Linked DNA regions of Rattus norvegicus: region 2 is linked to region 1. A link is a contact called in public Hi-C data. All regions are on one chromosome and are shown on one strand. The core of a region is the stretch at or near the end of the contact, and the rest is flanking DNA. Distances in the headings are between cores, read along the strand shown. Region 1 has its middle 12 kb from the start of Pomp. Region 2 has its middle 23 kb from the start of Flt1.

Region 1 (4,068 bases), core at 598-3,097:
GGAAGTAGGCAGTTCATTACAGTGGAACCCCAAATAGTGATCCAGGTCTCAGGGCTCACTCCTGAAATCCCAGCACTTGGGGTAGGAGGCAGACTGAAGCGAAATAACTGCCCTGGGTTCAAGGCCGGCCTGGGTTACGGGATGAGATGCTATCTCAAAACGGGCAAGCAGGGCTGGGAGGTGGCTCTGCATAAAATGCTTGTCAGGCTGCAAGAAAATAGAAGAATTCAGATCCTAGCTTCCACCTAAGAAAGCTAGGTGGCCAAGTGCATCAGTAATTCAGGGGTAGTGCAGACAGTTGGGGCAGGAGTATTGGAGAAACAGGGAGATTCCTGAGGCTGGCTGGCCAATCAGTGGCGAGCATGGTTCTGTTAGAGAACCTTTTCCAAAAGATGAGATAAAGTGCAGTTGAAGCCAGAAGGCATCAACCTCTAGCTTCCATGTGCACACACGTGCATGTACACACACACATGCATGTACACACACACACACACACACACACACACACACACACTACATTCACACACAAAAAAAACAAAACAAAAGCAAAATACCTTAAAGGGCTCAGGTGGCTCAGAGGGTAGAGGCTCGTACAAACGCACGAGTCTGAGCCCAGCGCCCCAGATCCACACAAAGCCAGACACAGATGCATAGATCTAGAATCCCAACACTTCTGTGTAAGATAGGAGGCAAGACAGGATTTCTGGAAGCTCACGGGCCACTTAGTTTGGTGTACACAGAGCCAAGCAAAAGACTTTTGTTCACACCAGGTGCAAGTCGAGAATGAACATCTGAGGTTGTCCTCTGGCCGCTACGTGTACACATATCTGTGTTCACATGAATGTGCAGACACATATCCCCCCCACATGCACACAGCATACGCACTCACACACGTAAATGGTACATGTATAGCCATACACATATACCATAGACACATAGACATATACGCACAGACACGCACCACACACACAAACACATACACCACGGGCACACATCATACTCCCTCACACATAGGCCATACACGCCCACACAAGCACACACTACCGAACCACAGACATATTCACAAAACACACCATACATTCACACAAACACATAATTCACCATACGTGCACGGCATATGCATGTGCCATATGTGCACTGGAGTGCACTCACGCACGCGCGCACACACACACACACACACACACACACACACACACACACACACACTGGTTTAAAAAAAAAAATCAGACAAGGAAGAAAAAGGAAATAAAAACCCCAGCAGGGGTTGGGGATTTAGCTCAGTGGTAGAGTACTTGCCTAGCAAGCACAAGGCCCTGGGTGTCCCCAGCTCCAAAAAAAGAAAAAACAAAACAAAACCCAGCAGGAGCCTGAGTTGTTGATACTCAGTGATAAAATGCTCCCTGGTTTTGGCTCCCCTGCCCACACCCCCAGATAATCTTGAAAGATGCATTAATCTCATTCACCTCTATTAGGTTTCCCTCTTGGTCACCATAAGACATCCTTAATCACCATCAGGAAAGACAAGATCCTGAAGGAGTGGTCTGTGCAGTCTAACAGATCCTGTAACGAAGATGTGGTAGCTTAGAACAGCCCCACAGTTGAATAGATCCTTGAAAATACAAAGCTGTCTTTGTCCGTGCACCTCTCAGGACTCGGCTGAGGTAGCCCAGCCATCAGCGTGTCCCCTACATTTAAAATAATGACCGTGGTCACATCAAGCAAGACAGACCTCTCAGCAAGCACCCGCAGTCATTAGGTCACCCGGAGGGTGCCGAGGAGGGTGGTGGCACATTTTCCTTCTTCCACGGTCTCTGGAGCTCAAGTGGGAGATCATCTTGGACCTGAGGTTATTTCACACGGGAGGGTTAGTCAGTATTTGTACAATGAATGCTTTCACCCCCGCCTCCACCATGGAAGAATTTCACTCACAGGGCAGGGCAGAAAAAAAAAAATCAGAAAATCAGTCCTTTCTGCTCGGACCCCTGTACTTCCGAACTACTGACCTCAAAAGGGCTCTCAAGAAGACACATGGCTTATTTTCCTTTCAGAAGCAGCCCGATTTCCTTGTACGCTTAGATGCTCGGGAGAAGAAGAAAAAAAAAAAGAGCCACTCTCGGTTCTATATTTAGTTTGTAGAAACAAAGCGAAGGTCAGAGAACCTGTCAGGGGCGTCCCAGACGTAGCTTTATCTAGATAACGTGCGTATTAAAAGAACCTGACGTTCTATTTCTGGGCTGGAGTTGTGGGATTGGAACCGCAGCTGCCTCCTCACTCATAACTTGGCAGATCAGGATGTGACCGGGCACAAAGAACCTTCCCACAGAGATATCACCAAGTGTCCTGTGTGTCAGTCTCCCCTCATTCAGAATCAGCCAGGCCTTCGGCCAGCATTCCATAGGAAGGGTGAGATCAACATTATATGGAGAGCCATAGCCTCGGGCTAAATGGGAATGCTAACTGTGCTTCGTATTAACTGAAGTGCTCTGGAAATCGGATTAAAGCCTACGTATGACGCGTGGGATACAGTTTAAAAATAAAAACAACTTGAAAAATATTCTCTTTGTTGAGCCAAAGCCAAGTTTGTTTCCAGAAGGGAGGAAAAAAACTCTAGTAGTTGATCCACAATTCATCCACTCAAAGGATTTGGTCCTGGGTTTGTTTGTGTTTCCTGAATCTTCCCTTTATAAAGCGATGGTCTCCTACCCTCTGACGCTGTTTTTGAGATGGTGTCTCACTATGTGACCCTGGCTGGCCTGGAACTTGCTATTGTAGAGCAGGCTGGTCTTGAATTCTCCAAGATCTGCCTGCCTCTGCCTCCCGAGCGAGCGCTGGGAACTCTTAGTAAGGCTCGATAAAGACAGTATGAAAGCCAGTTGGTTCATGGGGAGTGGGTGCACTGAGGGAACAATTTCAGTCCTTGAGAGACGCAGCAGCCACACAGCTGCTGACTGCTCAGAGCTGAGCTGCATAAACACTACACAGGAAAAAATATCCCGGGGAGTCCCCTCCCCCATCATTCTGGATAAAGTGTGCTCATGCTAGAGTACCAATCATATGCTTCCTTCTAAGCGTTCTGGATAGCACGTTTCCCAGCTCTGTGAACCCAAGGTGTGGGAAACCTTTGTCTTGGTGGGAGTAGGTCGATAGAAAGTTCTAGACTCCTTTAGTAACCCTCTGAATCCCTTAAAGTGAAAGTACCTGTTATTTGCCATTAGCAAATAAAACAAACAGTATTTGTTTGATCTCTGGGAAGCCCTTTCTTGTTAAGGTAACAGTCGGCCTGACTTTCATGTTTCAGTATTCATTGTGGGTTTAATTATTTTTTAAAAGTTTTTGTTTTAAACTATTAAAGTTTTTTCAGCGCTTCAGATAAACATGGCTGGCTTTGTTAAAAGATTAAAAATAAATTTCCCACAAAGCAGCAAAATGTGGCAAAGATAATATACCTCATGGGGTCGGCCTGTTCCCAAACACGATTCTCAGGGGGCCCCTCTGGACAACGGCCTCGTCATTCTTATACTAAAACGCTGCCGGAAGCCCCCCAATGCTAACACACCCACCTTAGCAGGAAACTAGCAAGGTATGGGGGAAAAATCACCACCAAAGAGGAGAATCTCAGGGAGGCATGTTTTGTCTGTTTTTAGATTGCCAGTGTTTTCTGAGATACACTGAAGCTAACCTTGAAATGGCTTTCAAACAGAGAGCATTCTGGGAAAGCTGTGATTCTTTACAGAGATCTGCAGTCAAATGACTGGTCTTAACTCAGTTTGAGAACAATCCAGATCACTTTGAAAATGTCGTTTCAGGCTACTGAGCTTTGGTTGAAATCTTTTCCAATTAAGACTTCCATTTTGAAAAAAATAAAATAAGAGAGCGGGAGCTGGAGAGATCCTCAGAGGTTAAGAGGACTCGGTGCTGTTGCAGAGGACCTGGGTCAGGTTCCCAGCACTCACGGGGCAAGCTGACAACTACTCGTAACTCCAGTTCCATGGGGCGCAATGCTTTCTTGTGGTCTCTACGGGCATCGGATTTACATACAGTGCACATACATGCTGTGGGCAAACACTC
Region 2 (3,982 bases), core at 222-2,721, 87 kb after region 1:
TGCCCTGCTCTACCAGTCATTGTAAAGGGTTCATTTTGAACCATCCACGCATGTGCGTGCCTTTGTGCGTGTGTGTCATTTGCACTGGAACCAGCGGCTGAGCGAGCGGCCCCTGGAAAGAGGAGGCCTCCCTCAGCTTGCAGAGCTGGTGTGTGAACTCTCCCCGGCCTTGTTGTTTACTTCTCCTAAGTTTTTGTTCTGCTGCGGGAAGCTGCGTCCGCGGCCTCCTCAGATGTTATTTATCTTTTCCTGCGAGGGACTTGTGACAGTCCAGGGTGTTGTGTATCCTGTGTGATTGTTTATCGCCCAGCCCATGCCCTGGCTGGAGCAGCTCCTGGGTCGGCACTTCACGTCCCGAATGCAGCGTCTACGTGAGCGCCGAGGGCGGGGAGGTGACACTTTGGCCGAGGCCCTGACCTCGGGCTCCCAGGTGGGCCGATGCTGATGTGCGCTCTCCCAGTCACCTCCCATCTCCATCACCTCGAGCGGCTGCGGGCGCCGAGTACCCGGCTGGGCACTCGTGGGACACAGGCCTTTAGTCAGTCACCTGTGTCTGGGCGGGGTGAGGGACCCGTCCTCACTGAGAGGCTTGGGGGAGGAGGGGGTTAGCGCCGCAGCGGGCGGTTAACTTGCCGACCAGCTCTACGTGCAGCTCTGTGACCCGGAAACTGTTTGTTTTTCCTTTCTTGCCCCCCCCCGCCCCCTTCCGTTTCTATGTTCTTCTTTGCTCTTTTCCAGTCGGTTCCAGCATTTGGAGACGCACTGGTGCACAAGCCTGAAGAAAGGAATGCTTTGTGCGTGGACCAGCCTGAGCACCGTTGCACACATATTCACACACACACACACACACACACACACACACACACACACATATATATATACACACACACACATACATACCTATAGTGATACTACACACAGGCCCATCATGGACACACACACAAACGCCTATAGGTTCATGCACATCGTACACAAACACACGTCACACACACACACACACACAGACACTCCTACAAAGGCTTATGGCTCATGCACACTCCTGCAGATTCATATCTTCTCACACTCCAAGCACGCAACACACATTTGCACACGCACGCGCACCACCCTCCCCCGACGCACAGAGAGAGAGAGAGAGAGAGAGAGAGAGAGAGAGAGAGAGAGAGAGAGAGAGAGAGAGGCAGAGAGAGGCAGAGAGAGAGGCTAGCCCTGCTGGGAAGGATCAAACGCTCACGGTGGCCCCAGGTCTATTTTCTCAGGCGCCCTTCCCCATCACACATTGTTAGCCGGACAATGGGCTCCTGTGTCAGTCTTATTGGCACCAGTTTTGTACGATGCAGGAAACAGCATTTCCTCTCAGCGCTGGAAAATTCACTTGGATGGTGCTTTTCCCTTTTTATTGAGAATGCTCACACACCCCGGGAAACGCGAGCTCCCGGAGAGGGGAAGGAGCAGCAGAGGTAGACATCCCGAGGGCTCCAGCCGCGTCCCGGCCCCTTCCCGCTCAGCGCGCCGCTGCCCTCTGCCAGAAGAGGAAGCCAGACCTGAAACAATGAGATGGGCCGGGTGTCTTAGCCGTGACCCTCCCACTGGGGCCATCGGAGATGGCCGTGCCAAGTCCCCCTGGCCTCAAGGGCTAGGGCAGAAGCGAACTTACCGGGAGGGGTTCCCCATTGCCCGGAGACCCCCATCTCTGGGTATGGCTGGCTGCGCCAAGCCATAGGAGGAACTGCCCGGGCGGACCCTAGTTTTATTAAATCGCTGGTTAGCATTCCCTAGTCCCAGGGCTGAAACTGCTTAGCAAGGAGGCCTGGCAGGGGCTGGGGAGAGGGCGTGAGGTGAGGGGAAACGTGTCCAGCGCTTAGTACCAACTTGAAAAAAAGTAGCGCCTCCTATCTCACTTAGGAGTTCTATTTTGACATTCATTTCCACCCTGACCTCAATTATATAGTCGTTCTGGTTTTTTTTAGAATAGTACTTAGATTGGGGGTGGGGGGTGGGGAGGCTAGTACGCAGTACGTGATCTGTCACTTAAAGGCGCACTAAGTGAACGAACATTCTGGCCTCTCCTGGCCACCCTGGTCGCCCCTGCCTCTCGCTTTGTTCACAGTTACTGATGAGCACACTGACACCCAAATGTTGAACCTACACAGAACGTTTGTGTATTTATGACTTTCCCGCCTCTTTAGATGCACTACTTATGCACGCCTTCCTTCTACGCTAAGCTGTGGTGTTGGTTGGTTACTCTCCTTGAGACAAATCCAGAGGCGCGGGAGATGGGGAGAACGGGAGGGGAATTATATTTGAAATGTATTTCGACTCCTCAATAATCTTCTGCTCCAAAATGCAAAACATTTGATGGAAATGCTGCTATTAAATTTGTTCATTACCTTTGTGTATTTTAGGGGCAGGGGCAGGGGCAGGGCACATTCTCAAGCCACAGTGTGGCCGCGAAAGGGTGAAAGTCAGAAGACAACTTGTGGGAATCACTTCTTGCCTTCCTCCACGTGGGTTCTGAGGATCGAACTCGGGGATTCAGGCTTGACGGCCCAGCCCCTTTCTAAGCTAAGCCATCTCACCTGCCTGGAAAGTCAGCTTTTTTGAACCTGTTATTTAGCACCTCATTTTTAGACTATGTCTTTATATCTCTTTCTTTATTGACAGTGTTGGGAGGGAAAGTTCAGGTCTCACACTTACTAGGCAATTGGCATGCTGCTGAGCCTAGCCCAGCCTTTAAGCTCAGAGTCTATCATCATGCCAAATGCTACTAAGACCAAACTGGCGAAGGCTGGGGAGACTCAAGGCCTTTCCTACCTAACTGAGTTATTACCAATTCATTGACAGAAGAGATCCGATGTGGGCAGCAGCTTCTGAGCCTCAAGTTCAAACCTTCACTTTTTTCCAGACTACACAGAGTCTGAGCCTCTCTTTTCCCCAGCTTGGAGGGTCAATAGTCTTGCAAAACAATACAGCAATGCTTAAATTCTCTGGGGAAGCACTTGGAGGAGCTCTTTGTAACATCTGAATTGCCCTCTAATTGCTTTGTTCCTCCCACCTTGTAGGTTTTCTGTTGGAGCTTAGTGAAGCCAGAGAAAAAAAACCTAAGCTGTTCGCTGCTTCTTGAATGAATGCATGAATGAATTAATGATTGTTTTTCCTGGGTTTTTTTTTTTTTTCTTTTTTTCGGAGCTGGGGACCGAACCCAGGGCCTTGCACTTGCTAGGCAAGTGCTCTACCGCTGAGCTAAATCCCCAACCCCTTTCCTGGGTTTTATACACCTGGAAAAAAGAAGGTGGTCTGTAGGAATGCACTTGGAAAACTTTTAATGGCAACAGAGGTTTGACTCATCCCGGTGGGAACCCATGCAAAGGTGAGGCTTAGGGTAACAGAGTAACGGGTAACAGAGTCTGGTACAGCATTCGCCTTCTTTGAAGAATTCTCCCCTCTTTGAAAGCCCCCCTGGGGTGGGGGGCTGGATAGCTGGCTCAGTGGTTAAGAGCACTGACTGCTCTTCCAGAGGTCCTGAGTTCAAATCCCAGCAACCACATGGTGGCTCACAACCATCTGTAATGAGATCTGATGCCCTCTTCTGGTGTGTCTGAAGACAGCTACAGTGTACTTATGTATAATAAATAAATAAATCTTAAAAAAAAAAAAAGAAAACCCCACCCCAGGTGCTTTAGAAAAAACCCTGCAGGGGGTTTGGGGAGGACAACATTTGGGATGTGAATAAATAAAATATATTAATTAAAAAATAAAAAGGGTTGGGGATTTAGCTCAGTGGTAGAGCGCTTGCCTAGCAAGCGCAAGGCCCTGGGTTCGGTCCCTAGCTCCAAAAAAAAGAAAAAGAAAAACAAAAACAAAAACAAAAAAAGAGTTAAGAGTCTGGCTTTTAGACATACTAAGTCATTTTGCATTGAACCTGTTGAATCATTTTTGACTAGTTTGTTTTAATGTTTTTATATGTATGAGTGTTTTCTTGCAT

What was found. A called contact is a pair of places that touch in the nucleus more often than the background predicts.
Region 2: a Hi-C map of psoas muscle shows a contact between it and region 1, with 2.4 times the contacts expected there. The contact joins two enhancer-like sites. A contact is called at or near these places in 2 of 12 Hi-C or Micro-C datasets (Schwann cells and psoas muscle).

What each region holds. Positions count from the first base shown.
Region 1 is chr12:12,221,229-12,225,296 of GRCr8, forward strand. No RefSeq gene overlaps it. Among named protein-coding and RNA genes, the nearest start is that of Pomp, 12 kb to the left of the region's middle. Within about 2 kb of position 1,848, at least 26 of the 93 cell types and tissues checked have an H3K27ac peak or open chromatin away from gene starts, as enhancers often do.
Region 2 is chr12:12,308,315-12,312,296 of GRCr8, forward strand. No RefSeq gene overlaps it. Among named protein-coding and RNA genes, the nearest start is that of Flt1, 23 kb to the right of the region's middle. Within about 2 kb of position 1,472, at least 16 of the 93 cell types and tissues checked have an H3K27ac peak or open chromatin away from gene starts, as enhancers often do.